Regions from separate parts of the Mus musculus genome. Here region 1 is linked to region 2. Evidence: chromatin contacts called from public promoter capture Hi-C data. All regions are on one chromosome and are shown on one strand. Each heading gives the region's core, a stretch centred on a gene start, on an enhancer-like site or on the middle of the called end of the contact. The rest is flanking DNA. Distances are from core to core; before and after follow the strand shown.

What was found. Capture Hi-C pulls out chosen DNA fragments and counts their contacts.
Region 1: a contact with region 2 is called in a promoter capture Hi-C map of adipose tissue. The contact joins the promoter of Best3 here to the promoter of Cct2 in region 2. A contact is called at or near these places in 3 of 39 promoter capture datasets (cranial neural crest, liver and maxillary cranial neural crest), 1 of 484 Hi-C or Micro-C datasets (embryonic stem cells) and 3 of 9 other capture datasets (adipose tissue, liver and pancreatic islet).

What each region holds. Positions count from the first base shown.
Region 1 is chr10:116,983,255-116,987,629 of GRCm38.p6, forward strand. It overlaps Best3 (bestrophin 3), which reads left to right and starts at 3,060. Exons shown (of 10, transcript NM_001007583.1): 1 at 3,060-3,558. Gm46182 (a long non-coding RNA gene) reads right to left here and starts at 3,509. Exons shown (of 3, transcript XR_001779645.1): 1 at 3,420-3,509; 2 at 1,624-1,747; 3 at 412-1,128.
Region 2 is chr10:117,062,454-117,066,496 of GRCm38.p6, forward strand. It overlaps Cct2 (chaperonin containing Tcp1, subunit 2 (beta)), which reads right to left and starts at 1,399. Exons shown (of 16, transcript NM_007636.3): 1 at 1,253-1,399; 2 at 523-597; 3 at 364-429. The coding sequence starts at 1,255.

The DNA.
Region 1 (4,375 bases), core at 1,810-4,309, 78 kb before region 2:
TGTACCTGTGGAACTGTGTGCCAAAATAAACATTTCCTTAGAAGCAATGGGTGCTTCTCATTCCCACCTGTACCCCATCCACCATCTTTGAAACAGGGTCAAATGCAGCCCAGGCCACCTGTGTCCCCCGAGACTGGCCTCGAACATCACTACATGACCATGACAATAGGTTTTGAACTCTTGGTCCTCAGGCTTCCAAATACTGAAGCTACATGTGTGCACCACCACACCTGGCTTATCCCTCTACTTAAGGGTAAAATTTCCCTAAATCTACCCTTTACCCACATGATAATATGATTTACAAACACGGGTTGTCAAGTAACAGAATTTCACGGCTGTTTGGAATAAGCAACATATCTGAATTTACTTGATTTTGGTGAAATTGTACAGATTTTTAATTCATTTTCCCCTCTAGCGGTCTGGGCTGTGAATGGAGCGGTGTCATCTACTTAGGAAACATCATTGATTATTGCGCGCAGAGTACACTCTCAGCACTGTCTTCATAATTCTCTGGACTCGGAGCTTTTGTGTCTAAAATAGAAGGAAATTTCCACAGTGTCCATTTCAAAAAAGAGATCACCTTCATTACCTGAACGAATGCACTTCCATTTTGTTGAGTTGGCAATTTGTCTCTGCACGGAGAGGAACTGATGGCTCCTCAAATATCCAGTCTCCTCTGGGCTTAAAGCTGACCCTGTTGTAAAATGAACCGTGTTTCTAGTTCTCGGGGGTTCACTACTGCTCCCCGAAATCAAAGCCTAATTGAGGAGGTTTCCCATAGCCTTTGGTTTGGCATGGGGTGGAGTTCCCTGTCCAATGGCATGCATCAAACTTTGCACACCTGAAATCCAAGTGACTGACCCAACCAGCTGCCTGGTTTAGAGCCATAGATGCCATCACGGAAGCCCAGGCTGGCTTAGTCCACCAGAGATGGAATAAAGTCCGGGTTCTCAGGACACTTACCATCAGGGAAACTTTACCTGTATGGTAAGAATCATTGTGAGTGTTGTTCACAAATCAACTGAACTGAGATATTCTGTTGTTGAGAAATTGATCAGTCAATGGAACCGGGGGAGACGCTCGGTCGGTAGAACAGTTGCCTTGGAAACGCTGAGTTCAATCCCAAGCCTCCACATGAAAAGCAATCAGGGTGGTGTCTGAGAGTTGGAGACAGGTAGGTCCCTAGGGCTCATGGTGGGCTAGCCTGGCCTACTGGGAGAGTTTTAGGCCACTAAAAGGTTCTGTCTCGAAACAAAACAGTGGACACTATATAAGATAATCCATTTGAATTTTTAAGCTTTGTTTAGCTATGTTGTTTTACTTAAGCTTTGACCTTAGTCATGTCCCCTCTGTATCTAACGGCATGCTCATGTAGGGATTGTCTACCACATCTTTGTAGCAGAAAAAGAACACTATGGGATACCTGGTGGCCTTCACCAACCCACAGTGCTTACACCGCACCTGCAAAGCATGCTGATTTCCTGGTTTTCTGTTAAGGCCACTGCAAATTACGCTGTTTGGGGGCCGCTACACATCTAGCCGGAGCGGGGAGGTATAGAGCCTGCAGTGTTTCCCTTTTGTACACACAAGGGTTTATAGAAGTTCAAATTCCATAACGCTCACCAAATCTGAAAACTGTTTACAATATTGCAGGTCTAACCGCCCACTTTCTCCGCAGTACAGATGTAAGATGTGGCATACGACGTTTGCATTCTGCATGTTCACAAATCCCCCGTGGTACTCAAAGCTGTGGAAGTGTGATAACCAAACAGTAACAAGATCCAGTACCCGTTAATGGAGCCCCAGGGGTGCGATCAGTTAGCACACAATTACTAAATGAATATTCATTATTCACAGGACCCCCGACCTGAAGTTAGCAACAAGAGGAACAGGGACAAATAAGCCAGCAATACAAATAAGCCAGAAAAATTAATCTGTCAGGACTCTAAAGCGCTTGCGGTTTGACCAAGTCGCTCACATGCACATAAGGTTGACTAATTCTTTAGAAATTTGAATTTTATGTATTCCTTTTTAGGGCTGTGGGGGAAGCATCCATTTGCTTATTTGTTTTGAGGCTATCCTGGAACTTACTGAATTGCCCAGGCTACCCTTGAACTCAGGGTAAGTCTCCTGCTTCAACTTTCCCATCAATAGGATTACAGTCATGACCCACCAGGCATAGCCTAGTCTTGATTTTTATAATATTTTATTCTACATGTTTCTCTACAAAAACTATTTTTTGCTATTCTCTTTAAGCTTGTGGTGTAATGACAGGTGGAAAAATTACCTCAGAAAGTTAACAGGGTCTCAGGAAATGACCCTCAGATTAATTAATTAGTCTATCACCTACAGAACTCAGATGAGCAGCCTCTTTTAAGAAAGAAAATATCTATTATTATAAATCTGAAAGAAACCATCTCGAATAACAAGCTTTTCTGGTTAACCATGGGAGAAACATAATAAGACAGAGGGTTACAGTTTTCCACTGCACCAGGCCATCACATAATTCTCTGTGCACTTCTAAAACACACACCACACACACATACACCACACACACACATACCACACTCACATGTACACCACATACTTACCATACAAATATACTCACATCCTACACATACATGCATGCACATATGGATGTGCGTGCACACACATATATAAACCACACACATGTACACACACACATGTACACAATACACATGAACACATACACACCTATACACCATACACATATATACAACACACATGCACTTACATACATACACACACACACACCTATATACCACACACATCTATACACCATACATATCTATACACCATACACATGTACACATACACACCTATATACCACACATGTACATAAATGTACTCATACCCTAGACACACATGCATGCACACACACATATATACCACACATACACATACTACACATGCACATAAATATACTCACATCCTAAACACACACACACACACACACTCTTGCTGCTTTTAATGGAAGAGCATTCTCAAGATCTCTCAGAAGATCAGAATTCTTGCTTTCATTCCTGTCTGCCCCAGTGTATGGCTCCATAAGAATTTATTCTTCATTTCATGCACAAAAAGACTGTCCTAATCCCCTCTTTGGCTACTGGAGTATGTTCAGACCTTTTCAGTAGAAAAAGGCTTTTCTTCCTTGATCCCAGGCCAGAGTTGAAATGAATCTTAACTGGACTTAAATGGCCCAGCATCCTCCCGCCACCGCCGCTGACTTCTTGTTCAAAGGGGTACTTTGGGCGGCAGGTGGAGTTATAATTATAGATTAGAAAAAAGCACCATCAGCAGCTGTCACTTCTGTTTGTCCCCAGCTATAACTGTCATCAGTGGGCAAACTGGCACAGACAGGCCTCTGCAAGTGGAAAAACATTTAACCCTGGACTCACTACACGCTGGATCGCCACAGCAGCAGGAGAACTAGGAGGAAACCCAGCTGGTCACCAGTGAGGGTGGAAGCCGGCACCTCTTCAGGGACGGCAGATCGTTTGAAGATTTCTCTTCCCTTGAGAGACTCCAAAGAAATAGGTTAGTGCGCGAGCCGGCTTCTGCACTTGAACGTGACCTTATGCTTGGTGGGCGTCGGGTTTCGGACAGAGCCTGAACTGAGGGTGAAGGAGTGAATGGAAGAAAAGGGGATTGGTTAGAGGCTGTCCCTTGACGGGGCCTGCCTGGAGAAGAGCTTAGGACATTGCTGTTCTGTTCTCCCCTGTCGCTGAGTTCTCCCGAGGCAGAGAGACAAGGTGGCGATCTCAAAGCGAAGCCTGTTTTAGGGCAGGCACCCCACCCTTCTGTGGTGTCACCTACTGACTTAGGCAAAGGGCCCTGGTTTGTTTAATTAAAATCAACAACCATGGAGGACAAATCAGCACTTTGCTGTTGTTGCTGTGGATACAGCTGCCAGCTCTTACGTCCTTAGAGAAACTGGATAAATCACAGTTGGATATTTGCCTGTCTAAATGAAACATTCTCTTATTTGTGATAGAATGTGTGATATAAATCGCTCTACGGGGGGAAAAAAATATGCTCTAGGGTTTGTTTGGTTGGGTTTTTGTGTGGGTGTGTGTATTATAATTTTGACCTAAAATCTATCAGCCTGTGTTGCTCTGTGAGAAGTTCTTTGTAGTTCCTTTGGAGAAAAGTTAACATTTTAAAGAGATCTCCTTTTGTTTGCATGTGACCTATACTACCCAGTTAGCTGAGTAAGGTTTCCAAACAAAGGTCGGCTTTGAGCCATCTATTCGAAGTCCGATGGCACATCTCAGTGAGAAGCCGAGGCATGCCAGGGAGCTCAAAGAAAACTGGGATTAGGCCCCATTCTCATCCTGCCCACGTCCACGAAATG
Region 2 (4,043 bases), core at 149-2,648:
TTACCTATAAGTGAACAGAAAAATACCAGCTACAGTGTACTTAGATATAATAATAAATAAATCTAAAAAAGAAAAAGAAAAAAAGAAAAAAGAAAAGAAAAATACCAGCAAGTTTTGTAAATGGTAACACTTGCTGCCACTGGAGAGGGATGTGAGATTGGGGATGGTAACACAGGAGAACGGTTTATAATTTGTAAGTTTTAGATTAAAAAACATAAATAAGAACATTGTTACTATCTACATTTACACCAAAGGCTTTAAACCATTATTAAAATTTTGGCCAGCCACTACTACGCAAGACCGCAGGAAAGCAAAATTAGAAACAAACAAAAGAAACTTCTAAAAATTCCCTATCTTTCTTACCATGCCCTTCGGTCCCAAAGTGCTCTTCACCAAGTCTCCAATGGCGATGGCACCGATAAACGACGACTTAAATTATAAAAGAAAAATCAGAAAAGGCGGTCAGAATTTACCCTCACAAAGCGTTGGATTTTATCATTTAAAAGCAACAGACGGGCTTACCAGGCGAGCTGTCTCGGCCCTCTCTTCATCAGCTCCAGCCTTGAAGATATTAACAGGTGCGAGGGAAAGGGAAGCCTAAGAGAGGAAGCCAACACACGCCGTTTGAATGCCAGTACTCGTTAACACCCGTCCAGGGCCTCTCACTAGATCGGGAAGTAGATTATCTAAAGGAAAATTGGTTTACCATCTAATTTCAGGAATCCGTCCTGGGAGTGGGGTATTTACTTAAATGGGGAGAGGGACGCTCATATGGGCGCCAGGAATAAATCATCACACCGACCCACTGGTCTGAATGGCAAAACTAAAGGCAACATTGGGCCGGTCGAGCACGGACCAACATAGCTACCTAGCTACCCTCCATCTTCCGCAGGCAAGCACGGCCACTCGCCCTTCCAGCCCCGCCCCGAAGAGGGCGGAGCCAGCAGGTCCTGCTAGAAACTTCTTCACTTGGGGTGAGGACCGGGGGTCGCCAAGGTCCCCTAGCCGAGAAACAGCCCTGATCTTACAAAGAGATGCTGACTTAGTGTGCGTTCCCCCTTCCCGTCCCGCGCGGAGAGCTCGGTCACCCGGTCCCACGCAGGCCTCATGCCCGGCCCGAGCCATGTGCGGAGGGGCCAGGAGGCGGCCGCTCGGAGCCTGCGACTCCGGTTAGACAAGAGGACCAGCGGGGCGGCAGGACACAGCGGGGCGGAGCAGGGAGCCTAAGTCCTTGGCCGAAAGCTAGGCTCACCATGGTTCCGACGGATTCCGCGTAGAGGAGAGAACCCCTCACAATCCGCGCCGGGAAGCCAGGCCGGGGAAAGAGAGAAAGGCGGAAGTGACGACACGCTCCGCCGCGGGGGGCGGAGCCGGACGCACGGGTTTCCGCCTCCTGCGTGGCGGGCTGGGCCGGAAGCGTAGCGGCTCGCTGGAGAAGGGGCGGGACCTCAGTTGGTGGCGGAAATCATTGAGCTGTGGGCGGGGCTAGGGGCGGGGCCAGGGGCGGGCTGCTTTAGAATAGAACTAGAGAACAAAGAGACAATGTACCGCGCGGGTTGCCGCGGAAACCAAGTTCCTGCTGACATATATTTTTAAAATATAATCTTTCAAAATTTGTTTTAAGGTCAGACGTACATTTTCAAGTGTTGCACACTAATCATTTCTATTATTTACCCTTCCTGGAGGCAACCATTCCCATTTTCGTGCTTATTTTTTCCTTTGGGAAAGTTATTTATCAATAGATTACTAAATGATTTTTTTATAAAGGAGTCTTCATTTAATCTTTCAGACATGATCTGACTGTGTAGCTCTGGCTTAGCTCGGAACTCACGTTGTGGACCCAGGCTGGCCATTCTGGGATGCTGCTTCTGCCCTACCTCAGCTTCATTTGTTTTCTCGGGGGGGGGGGGGGGCACCCTAATATAACTTACATGACTTCAAAGCAGAGATCAAGTCCTAAATATTCCAGTTTATCAAAAATAGTTTTCTCGGGAGCTGGAGCTATGGCTCAGCGGTTAAGAGCACTGACTGCTCTTCCAGAGGTCCTGAGTTCAATTCCCAGTAACCACATGGTGGCTCACAGCCATCTGTAATGGGATCTGATGCCCTCTTCTGGTGTGTCTGAAGACAGCTACAGTATACTCATATAAATAATAAATAAATAAAACCTTTAAAAAAATTAGTTTTCTCGGGCTGGCGAGATGGCTTAGCAGTTAAGAGCACTGATGGCTCTTCCGAAGGTCCTGAGTTCAAATCCCAGCAACCATAGGTTGGCTCACAACCACCTGTAATGAGATCTGATGCCCTCCTCTGGTGCGTCTGAAGAGTCAGCTACAGTGTACTTATGTATAATAATAAATAAATCTTTGGCTCAGAGCGAGCAGGAACTGAGTGGAGTTGACCAGAGCAAGCTGAGGTCCTAAAAATTCTATTCCCAAGAAGGCTCGCAACCATCTGTACAGCTACAGTGTACTCACATAAATAATCTTTTAAAAAAAGAGAGAAATGGTTAAAACATACATAGTCTAGGGAAAAGCCCCAAAACTAATGCAAAAAAAAAAAAAAAGTTTTCTCGGCGCTAGCGAGATGGCTCAGCGGTTAAGAGCAGTGGCTGCTCTTCCTGGGGTGCAGAGTTCAATTCCCAGAAACTCCATGGAGACTCACAACCATCTAATGCCCTCTTCTGGCATGCAGGTATACATGCAGATAGAGCACTCATTCATATATATATATATATATATATATATATATATATATATATATATTACATAAATCATTTTTTAAAAGATTTCTCTTGGAATTGGAGAGATGGCCGAGGGTTAAGAGAACTGACTGCTCTTCCAGAGGTCGAGTTCAATTCCCAGCAACCACGTGGTGACTCACAAACATCTGTAATGGGATCCCATGCCCTTTTCTGGTGTGTCTGAAGACAGCGACAGTGTACTCACACACATAAATAATTCTTTAGAAAATATTAATTTTTGCCGGGCGTGGTGGCACACGCCTTTAATCCCAGCACTCGGGAGGCAGAGGCAGGCAGATTTCTGAGTTCGAGGCCAGCCTGGTCTACAAAGTGAGTTCCAGGACAGCCAGGACTACACAGAGAAACCCTGTCTCAAAAACACCAAAAAAAAACAAAAACAGAAAATATTTTTTTCTCTTTACTCTTGACACCTAAGGCAAAGCTCTCGTGCTTAAAAAAAGAATGTTAGTTTTCCTTTTATCCACTGGTAGGTAGCATTTATCTCTCTGATCACTTAGCAAGTACTTATATTTCTGATACTTGCCGACACTCAGTCATTTTCCATTTTTAGTTATTTTTACCCTTAGATATAGTAAACTAATTTATATTGAGTTGGCAAGCTATGGAGAGTCAAATCTAGTTATCAACTGCTTATAAAGTCTTAAGCACTTAAAACTAATTATGTGTGCATGTGTATGTGTAGACATGTAAATGCCAGAGGACAACTTGGAGAAACCAGTTTTGTCCTGCCATCACAGCTCCCGGGCCCTGAACTCAGGTTGTCAAGCTCAACAGCAAACGCCTTTACCCACGGAGCCTGTTTCTTAACTTTTATTTCTCTCTGTGAAATCTCCATGTGCATGTAGGTGCTGGCGGAGGTCAAAAGAGGGCATCAGATCCTCTGGAGCCGGAGGGGTAAGCAATCCAACCCTGTTGCTGGGAATTTAACTCAGTTTCTTCCAAGAGCAGCAAGGGCTCTTAACCACCGAATTATCCTCTCAGCCCCCTATCAAACGTTTTTACAGTGTATGGGTCCACAGAGCCTACAACAGTCTTTTTTTTTTTTCCGTTTTTTTCGAGACAGGGTTTCTCTGTGTAGCCCTGGCTGTCCTGGAACTAGCTCTGTAGACCAGGCTGGTCTTGAACTCATAGTTATTGGCCTGCTTCTGCCTCCTGAACAGCATTTTCATGAGCAGATCCAAGGTGGTATTTAGGAGCAATCACACTAAGAAGCTAACATACCTGCACATTTTAAAAGGCTGCTTTCATTATGCACAAAGTATATAGTGTTCAGTGGGTG